Linked DNA regions of Mus musculus: region 1 is linked to region 2. Evidence: chromatin contacts called from public HiChIP or PLAC-seq data. All regions are on one chromosome and are shown on one strand. Each heading gives the region's core, a stretch centred on a gene start, on an enhancer-like site or on the middle of the called end of the contact. The rest is flanking DNA. Distances are from core to core; before and after follow the strand shown. Region 1 holds the start of Chrna2 (cholinergic receptor, nicotinic, alpha polypeptide 2 (neuronal)). Region 2 holds the start of Scara3 (scavenger receptor class A, member 3).

Region 1 (3,711 bases), core at 161-2,660, 190 kb after region 2:
TCCCCGCTTTGTCCCCCCCCACCTATGGCAGGTAGGAGGACTGGCCCCAAGGTCATGAGCGTGTAAGAACTGGCCCAGTCCCCCACCTGCAACATTTGGAAGAGCAGACCCTGAACCCCTACCTGCACCTGGGCAGCAAAGTAGAGCTGTGCCTGGTTGTGGGTATTGCAGGTGAGTCGCCCTGAGGTCACAAGAGCAGGAGAGCTGGCTTTGCTCCTTGTTGGTGGTGGCATTGGATGACCTAGCCCGGGGCAGGAATAGAAAGCCTGGTGTGTGGTGAGGGAGAGCAGGCAGGCTGGCCAGCTCAGATACCTCTCAGGCCCAGATCAGGGCTTTGACTTGGCCCACCCCAACATCTACCCCATCCATGAACCACTAGAGCCTGCCAAGGGACCCGTCAGACAGATCCAAAACTACAAGATCTCCATCACACAGGCAACGACAGGTTATCCGAGAGGAGTCCCAGGGAGGTTCCGGTATTGATAATGTAGCAGAAGCCAGAGGCCTCAAACCAATGACTCATTGCAATGAACACATGCAAGCACACAAGTGTGGGCAAAGGGTATACTGCAGGACACACCGTGACACAGTGCAGCTTCCAGAAGATTTTTTTTCTTTCCTTTTGTGGTGGGGGGAGGTTGCAAGGGTGGAAGGCAAGTATGAAGGGATGGAGAAATGAGTGGGACTTGGGTACATGATGTGAAATTCACAAAGAACCAATAAAAAGGTTTTGGTTTTTTTTTTTAAGTTAAAAGTGCCTCTCATCTAGGCCCCCAGAGAGCACAGGTGACTGCAGGCACACAGGGGAAAATGTAAAGAAAAGAACAAGCTGGTTCTAATCAATTTCCCTGGAAGTGATCAAGTGGGAGGGCCCATTGTGGGTGGTGCCATCCCTGGGCTGATAGTCCTGAGTTCTATAAGAGAGCAGGCTGAGCAAGAGTTCCATTGTAAAAATATCAGTTGAGACGGCTCTCTCTCTGTGTGTGTGTGTGCAGGATCTGGCTGTGTGGAGAGGTTGAATGTGGTGGTGGTGGGGCTGTGGGTCAGGGGCCGAAAATCTCAAATTTTAATAAGCCTCTGAACTGAAATCTCATGAGCAGGGGGAGGGGTGAGGAGGCTTTTCCACCAAACACACCCTGGAGCTATCAGTTATGGTAGTAAACATGTCCCATACACTGCAGCATGTTGGCGTTCCCCCATTCACTCTTTCTCTACTTGGCATAGACAGTCACTATGTGTTCCCATTGGGTCACAGGGCACTGACATCCACAGAGCAACCCAGTGCCTGGCCCCCCTCCTCAGTGTTCTGGAGCTCACATACAGACTCCTATGACTCCACTGGACTATGAACCTGTTCTGGGAGGTAGGTCATAGCTACCCTACAGATAAGCTGAACTCTCAGAGCTGTTAATGATATGGCCTGGACTCAAAGTCACGCTTGCAGACTCTGGATGGGGTAAGGAACACAGTGCAGGACAGTGACAGTTTGGAGGGGAGACAGCAGCAGCTGGTGGGGCTAGACTCTCGGCTGGGTCACTTGGGACAGTGTAGGATAGACTAAAGGATGAAGATGGGAAAACAGCTTCACAGATCCATTGGTAACAATGATGGTTCCCGATTCCTGCATGAATGTGGCCAGTTCTATGTTTAATTCATCTTCTTACACATATTTGTGAAGCCATTGTTAAGAACACACAATATTAAACTATGAATGGCATTCAGAGTTTTAGGAATGCAGTGTGCCTATCACCATTCCAAAACATCTCAGAATATCCAGAACATTCTCATTACGGTCAAAGGGAAATAACATGTCTGTGCTAAGAGCCAGTGTTCTATCTCTAGTCCATATACACAGGGTACCGCACACGGACATTTGGATATTTAAACTCTGTGTGTGTGTGTCCAGGTGCATGTGTGTGGAGTTGCACATATGTGCACATATGTTCAGAGGCCCCAGCCTCAGATGTTCTTCAGGTGTTGTTTTTATTTTTTAGACAGGGTCTCTCACTGGGACTAGGGCTCAAATGAGTAGGTTTGGCTGGGTGGCCAGCAAGTCCCAGAGGTCACTTGTCAACAGACTCATTCAGTATGTGGCTGGCTTCTCTCACATAGCAAGCTTTTAAAGTCCATTCCAGCAACTGCAAATGTCATGTTAGTACTTGATTCCTTTTGATGCCTTCATTGTTTTGGTATGCTGTCCGTCACTCCATCGCTCAACACTGATGGCATTTGCTTGCCTGCATCTTTGGGTCATTGTCGCTAGTAGTCAAATACTGCTGCTGAACGCCTTGTCCAATGTGGTTAGCCCCACTTTATAGATGAAAAGTTGAGACCACGATGGCAGGGAGGCTAGCACCTTCCTCTGTGAAGGTCAGTCATGTCTTAGCTAGTTAGCTAAGTGGCTAACAATCCAATGGCTCTCAAAAAAAGGGGAAGTCTATCTCCTCCGTGAAGCTGAGCAGCCTAGGTGCCCCATAAACCAGGCAGGCCCATTGACAGCCATTTTCTCGCTTCTAAACCGTTATGGAATACGAAAGACAAAGACACTAGATGTCACATCACTTGGCCCTAAGAGTCTTCCCTTGTTTATTCAGCTGCAGAGAGACAGGGCCTTGAAGAAGCCAGCTCCTTGTAGTCCAACAGAAACCAGGACCCTCTGAAGCCATGGCCCCCTCCCATCCTGCTTTCCAGTTCTGGATACATCTTTATCTCTGGTGTCTGCTTCTGATGCCAGCAGGTGAGTGGGTACCACCACTACCACTAGGACTTCATCGCACCATCGTGTGCCCACAGGCTATAGAGTAGACTCCCCTGAAGGCCAGCTCATATCATTCTCAAGGGTACAGGGGGCACTTAAGGTCATTGGCTGGATGGCCAGCACCACAGGGTGAAGATAAAAGGCTGTTTCAACTCTAGTACTAGCAGCTTTGTTGCCTTAGAATGTCCCAAGCTTCAGAGTTCCTGACCTCAACATGCAAACAGCATCATAGAGCACTCAAGATCACTGTGGGGATGAGGGAAGCTTACACGTAGCACACAGGCTAGGGCAGATAGGTGGGTATGCACACAGTAGCTATGGTCATGGCTGTACTTTCTATTCCAATGGCAGCTGAAGATTTGTCTGGTCTTTTATAAGGTAGTTCTTTGCCTGCTCAGACAGCAGAGCCCCTGAGTGGAGAGAAGTTATTATGCAAAACACAGTGCAAAAGACATAATCAATCCCAGCAGACAGTTTTGCAGAGCTTTGCACAGCTGAAGAGAACTGGTCAGAGCTGATGATTTAAGAACTTAGGGTGGTACCCTGCGTGGGAGATGTTCTCGTGGGCATTAGTAGCTCGTTGTAAAAGTGGATGAAAAGGAAAAAAGATCTCACTGTCAGCCAGGCTCATAGCAGTGGGTGAAGCCCCTCTCAGCCATCTCCCATCACACCACCCCTCCACCCCGCCCCGTCGCCCCATACTACCTGAGGCTCTTTGGTTCTGGCTGAGACTGGTTTCTAGGTCTGAGCTTTTTTTGCTCAGCTGGGGCAACCCTCACTCCCTGACTTAAAGTCAGGAAGACACCAGGAGTATTTGCTGTTTGCCTGATGCGTTATTATGCAAACAGAGTGCCATATTGGTGCTGCGTTAAGCACCAATCTGCGTTAATCTATGGGGTTTGTGATGGGCTTCTTATGTATGTAACCCCTGTACTGAGGCTACATGATGTGGA
Region 2 (4,087 bases), core at 912-3,411:
CCTCTAGGGGCTGAGGGGCCACCATGCCTTTCACACTCCAGTGAAAAAAAGCTCTACTCTGAAGATCCCAGAGGCCAAATATTTGCTTTTTCAATCTACCCTGACCTTTCCCATCATAGAAGATGGTGTCAGCCCTTTCTGGCTGCTGCGGAGCGGGGCATGCTGGGAACCAGTCATTTTCCCCCCTGGCAGCTCTGCCACCCCTCGAGGCCCTGGGGTGTCACAGGAAATCATTGGGGTTTCTGAAGAGATACCCTGAGGTTTGTGGAGGGAAGTTTTCCTGGAGTCTGGGGGAAGCAGGAAGATGGGAGAAGTCAGGAGTTCTGATTGCCTCAGATCTGTCCTGGGGACCTAAGACATGTCCATCCGCACTAGCTCTGGTCCTCACTCAGGCTTTCAGCCCCACCTCTGCCTCTTATCTTATCTGCAGTGAGATGGGTCAAAGCACTCTGAAAAGTGCAGCATCTTAGCATCATCTGCAAGGTTCAGGGCAGCCTGTGGCCCTGTGGACTACAGTCATATGTGTCCTCGGAAGTTTCAGAAAAGAGCCTGTCCCAGGGCTACAGAGAGGGGGAGAGAGATTCAGTGATGAAGCGGCTAGAAGCAGGGGCCCATGGGTGAGACTCCTCCCCACCTGCCAAGGGAACACGCCAGGGCTGGTTATAACTGCTCCGTTCACCCTGGTCAACCTTAGACCCTTCGAGGCTATGGGAAAGCATGGGCAGAAGGTGCCAGAGGCCAGAGGGAAGGGAACAGAAAAACATCAGTCTCTTCTGGACCGGAGGGCAGAGCCAGGGCTCTAGACCCTTTAGCTGGCAATGAGTGGTAACAGGTTGCTATTCTATTTTACTAGCTGCAGAATTCCAGGGACTCGATGCAAAATGAAAGAGGAGGGTGGGGAGAGTCCTTGTTTAAAACATTATGCATTTCAAGATTCCATCAGTGGCACCATCACAGGACCAAGTGTGGGTCCTGTGGGAGTACTGAATGAGCGGCACATGGGACCAGTCAGAGATTTGTCTGCCAGGCCCTTTCCTCTGGAATACCCAATCCTTGGACACCAGAGAGACAAACCACCACTGCACCAGTTGAAGCAGGCTTGACAAATGGGGCCTGATCTCCTGTCACAACTGTCACTTTTCATCAACCCCCACTCCCCCCGAAAGTAGAGCTTTGAAGCCCTGAACACCATCCCACGGGCCCTCTGAGGAAGTTAGAGGTGGTGGAAGTTCTCCTTCGGCTGCTAGGGGAGAGTTACCAAAAGGCACCAGAGCGAGTACCCCAAACCTCATGACCTGGAAGGGAGCTCTCCGGTACCCGGGAGGTACAGCTTGGAACCAAGAAGGGTTTTTACTTCCATTCCATGTCTGTCTGGCCCTCAGGGCTTGCTCAGTTGCTCTGTCCTCAAGTCAGAGGTCAGGGAGTGTCAGATAGTGGGGCTCCGACTGGTCTGATAGCGAGGGAAGGGGACAGAGTTGGTAAGAGAAGCAGCTTACACCTGGGGAGGGTCTGCGGGAGCCTCTGGGATGGGACCTCAGCTGTGATCCACAACCAAGCATCCTTCTGTGCTCACTGGGGAACTGGATCCGAATCTTCTCGGAACTTTAAATTTGTTTTAAGGGGTAGGAGAGCAATGGCGGTGAGGCCGGTTGCTGCAAGGGCCCTGTGTGATGGTTCACCCTTCCTCTCTTTCTCCGGACTTAGGGCTCTTCCTGTCCCCTTCCGACCCTACCCCATCCCTCCTCACTATCTCCTGAAGGATAGTTTTTTTAAAAAGTCAGGGGCCCTGACCTGTAATATCTATTATGGGGACTTTCAGCCCTCCTGCAGCCCAGGCATCAGGGTGCCCTGGCCCGGCCCTTGTCTTGGGAGGAAGGATGGATGTTCTCTATGCTCCCGGGGAGTCTGCTTACCTTTCATGGTCCCTTCTGCGCGGGCCTCTGCAGGGCCCCCGCGGCGCTCGAGTAGCCTTGGATGGAGCGGGAAGCCGGGGTCCTCCCCAGGCACCGACCGCGGCCCCTAAGTGCGGCCCGCGGGTCTGAGGCTTGGGTGGGGACACATGCGGCGCTGTGCCGCTGCTCGGGCGGCGAAGCAGGAGAAGGATCCCGGGGGTCGCAGGCTGGGGACACCACGCTGCCCGCCGGAGCCCGGCGAGCTGTGTTGCCCCGCGCCCCGCAGTCCTGGCCTCGCGCGCATCCCTCCCTCCGCCTCCCGCCCTCCCTCGTCGTCACCGCTTGGGCCCCGGCCCAGATCAACTTCCTTGATATTTTCAAAACTGCCGCTGCCAGGGCCCTTTGTGCCCCTGATGCGTGGGGCTGGGTGCGCGAGAGGGTTCCCCACCCCGGGGGAAAGCGTGGTTACAGTTGTGGTGGGCGGGGACCGGGACCCTGGATTTCAGTCCTGTATAGTTCCTTTGCCTGGCTATAAAGCAGAGAGACCGGGAGGAGCAAGAATTCTTGGGCATCAGCCTTCTGCCAACTGTTGGTTTTGCTCTGGTCTGTGCTCTCCACATCCGTACACCTCTGCACTGCAAGCCTCCTCTTAACCTGGTCGTCTCTAGTTGACAGGGCTTGCTTGCTATGGTTCTGCCACTGCTAAGTTCAGTAATGTTGAATTTCTTATCTGCAAGGGAGAACTGGGCCCTGAGCACTCCCAAATCCTGCTACATGTGGCTGGGCCACTGGTGTAAAGGACCCTAGAGGGAAAGCCGCCTCAGACTTGAAGTTGACTCTTGTCATAAAAACCCCCATAAAAGCTCCATTTTGTGTTAAGTGAGCATATGTTAACCACACATTCAGCGGTTGGTCGGTTGGTCACCTCCCAACTTCCAGATCCTGCCCCAAGTTCTGGGAGAAGGTGAGGAACACTTGTCGGTAAGGACCAGAAAGCCAGCAATTAAGCAACAGCACGGAGATGTGGCGGACATTATGATGGCAAAGGTCAGGACCTCCAGAGGGAGGACAACCCAGCCTGGTCTCCTGGCTGAAGATGGAGATTGGAGATGGTGGTAACATCAACAGCAACACTAAGGAAGCCAACTGGCAGAGGAGAGCTGGTTCCCACCCCCCTATTCCTCACACTCCCTATCCCCATCCCCCCCCCCCCCCACCTCCTGACCACCACCTGGGCATCCCTGACACGGGGAGAAATTGTGTTAGGTAAATGACCTCTTGGTCCAACATGTTTTGGGGTAGTTCCCTCAGCTTACTCCCATTCTTGGTGGGGCTGGATAGGGGTGTGAGCTTTTCTTTTCTTTTCTTTTCTTTTCTTTTCTTTTCTTTTCTTTTCTTTTCTTTTCTTTTCTTTTTCCTTTCCTTTCCTTTCCTTTCCTTTCCTTTCCTTTTCTTTTCTTTTCTTTTCTTTTCTAAAAAAGCTCTATTTCTAACATGTGTCCTGTTGCTGTTCTTTATTGCCTCAGGACTCACACCCACCCCTGTAACACTGATTGCTAACAGCCCTGCTGTCTACTCCTTCCCTGCATGTCTTCCTCAGTTAAGACTGGACTAATGCTGGGCGTGGTGGCTCACGCCTTTAATCCCAGAGTTGAGAGGCAGAGGCAGGCGGATCTCTGAGTTCGAGGCCAGCCTGGTTTACAAAGTGAGTTCCAGGACAGCCAGGGCTATACAGAGAAACCCTGTCTCAAGAAGAAGAAGAAAAAAGACTGGACTAAAGTGCTAAGGGTGGGGATTGGGTGGAGGAAGAGACTACTATTCAGCCAGCAGACCAGAGAGAGCTAAGCTCCTTTGCCTGCAGTCTGCTTGCCCTTGCCCTGGGAAGTTCACAGATTGTGAAGTGTGCACCCCAACTGTACTAGTAGAAACATACTACCGGAAGGGAGAGAGGCTAGGACACTAAGTCTGCCACACGAGTCAGGGTTTCTGAGAATCATAGCCTGTATCAGGGGCACTTCTTTGGAGGCACCAATTAGACATTCCTATCCATCCATCCATCCATCCATCTATCCATCCATCCATCCATCCATCCTTCCTTCCATCCGAAGAGACTCGTCTTGGTGGTTGCCCGTTTATTCACTTGTTTGACCCTCTGTATTAGTTACTTTCCTTGTTGCTGTGATGAAATAGGGATA

What was found. HiChIP or PLAC-seq counts read pairs in DNA pulled down with a chosen protein or histone mark.
Region 1: a contact with region 2 is called in a FOXA1 HiChIP or PLAC-seq map of pancreatic cancer cells. The contact joins the promoter of Chrna2 here to the promoter of Scara3 in region 2. A contact is called at or near these places in 4 of 39 promoter capture datasets (the HPC-7 cell line, Sertoli cells, cranial neural crest and 1 more), 1 of 15 datasets of contacts at CTCF or cohesin (embryonic stem cells), 1 of 484 Hi-C or Micro-C datasets (the G1E-ER4 cell line), 8 of 115 datasets of contacts at active chromatin or transcription factors (embryonic stem cells, forebrain, neural progenitor cells and 3 more) and 3 of 9 other capture datasets (adipose tissue, embryonic stem cells and pancreatic islet).

What each region holds. Positions count from the first base shown.
Region 1 is chr14:66,139,550-66,143,260 of GRCm38.p6, forward strand. It overlaps Chrna2 (cholinergic receptor, nicotinic, alpha polypeptide 2 (neuronal)), which reads left to right and starts at 1,411. Exons shown (of 7, transcript NM_144803.2): 1 at 1,411-1,456; 2 at 2,595-2,737. The coding sequence starts at 2,665.
Region 2 is chr14:65,951,583-65,955,669 of GRCm38.p6, forward strand. It overlaps Scara3 (scavenger receptor class A, member 3), which reads right to left and starts at 2,162. Exons shown (of 6, transcript NM_172604.3): 1 at 1,914-2,162. The coding sequence starts at 1,920.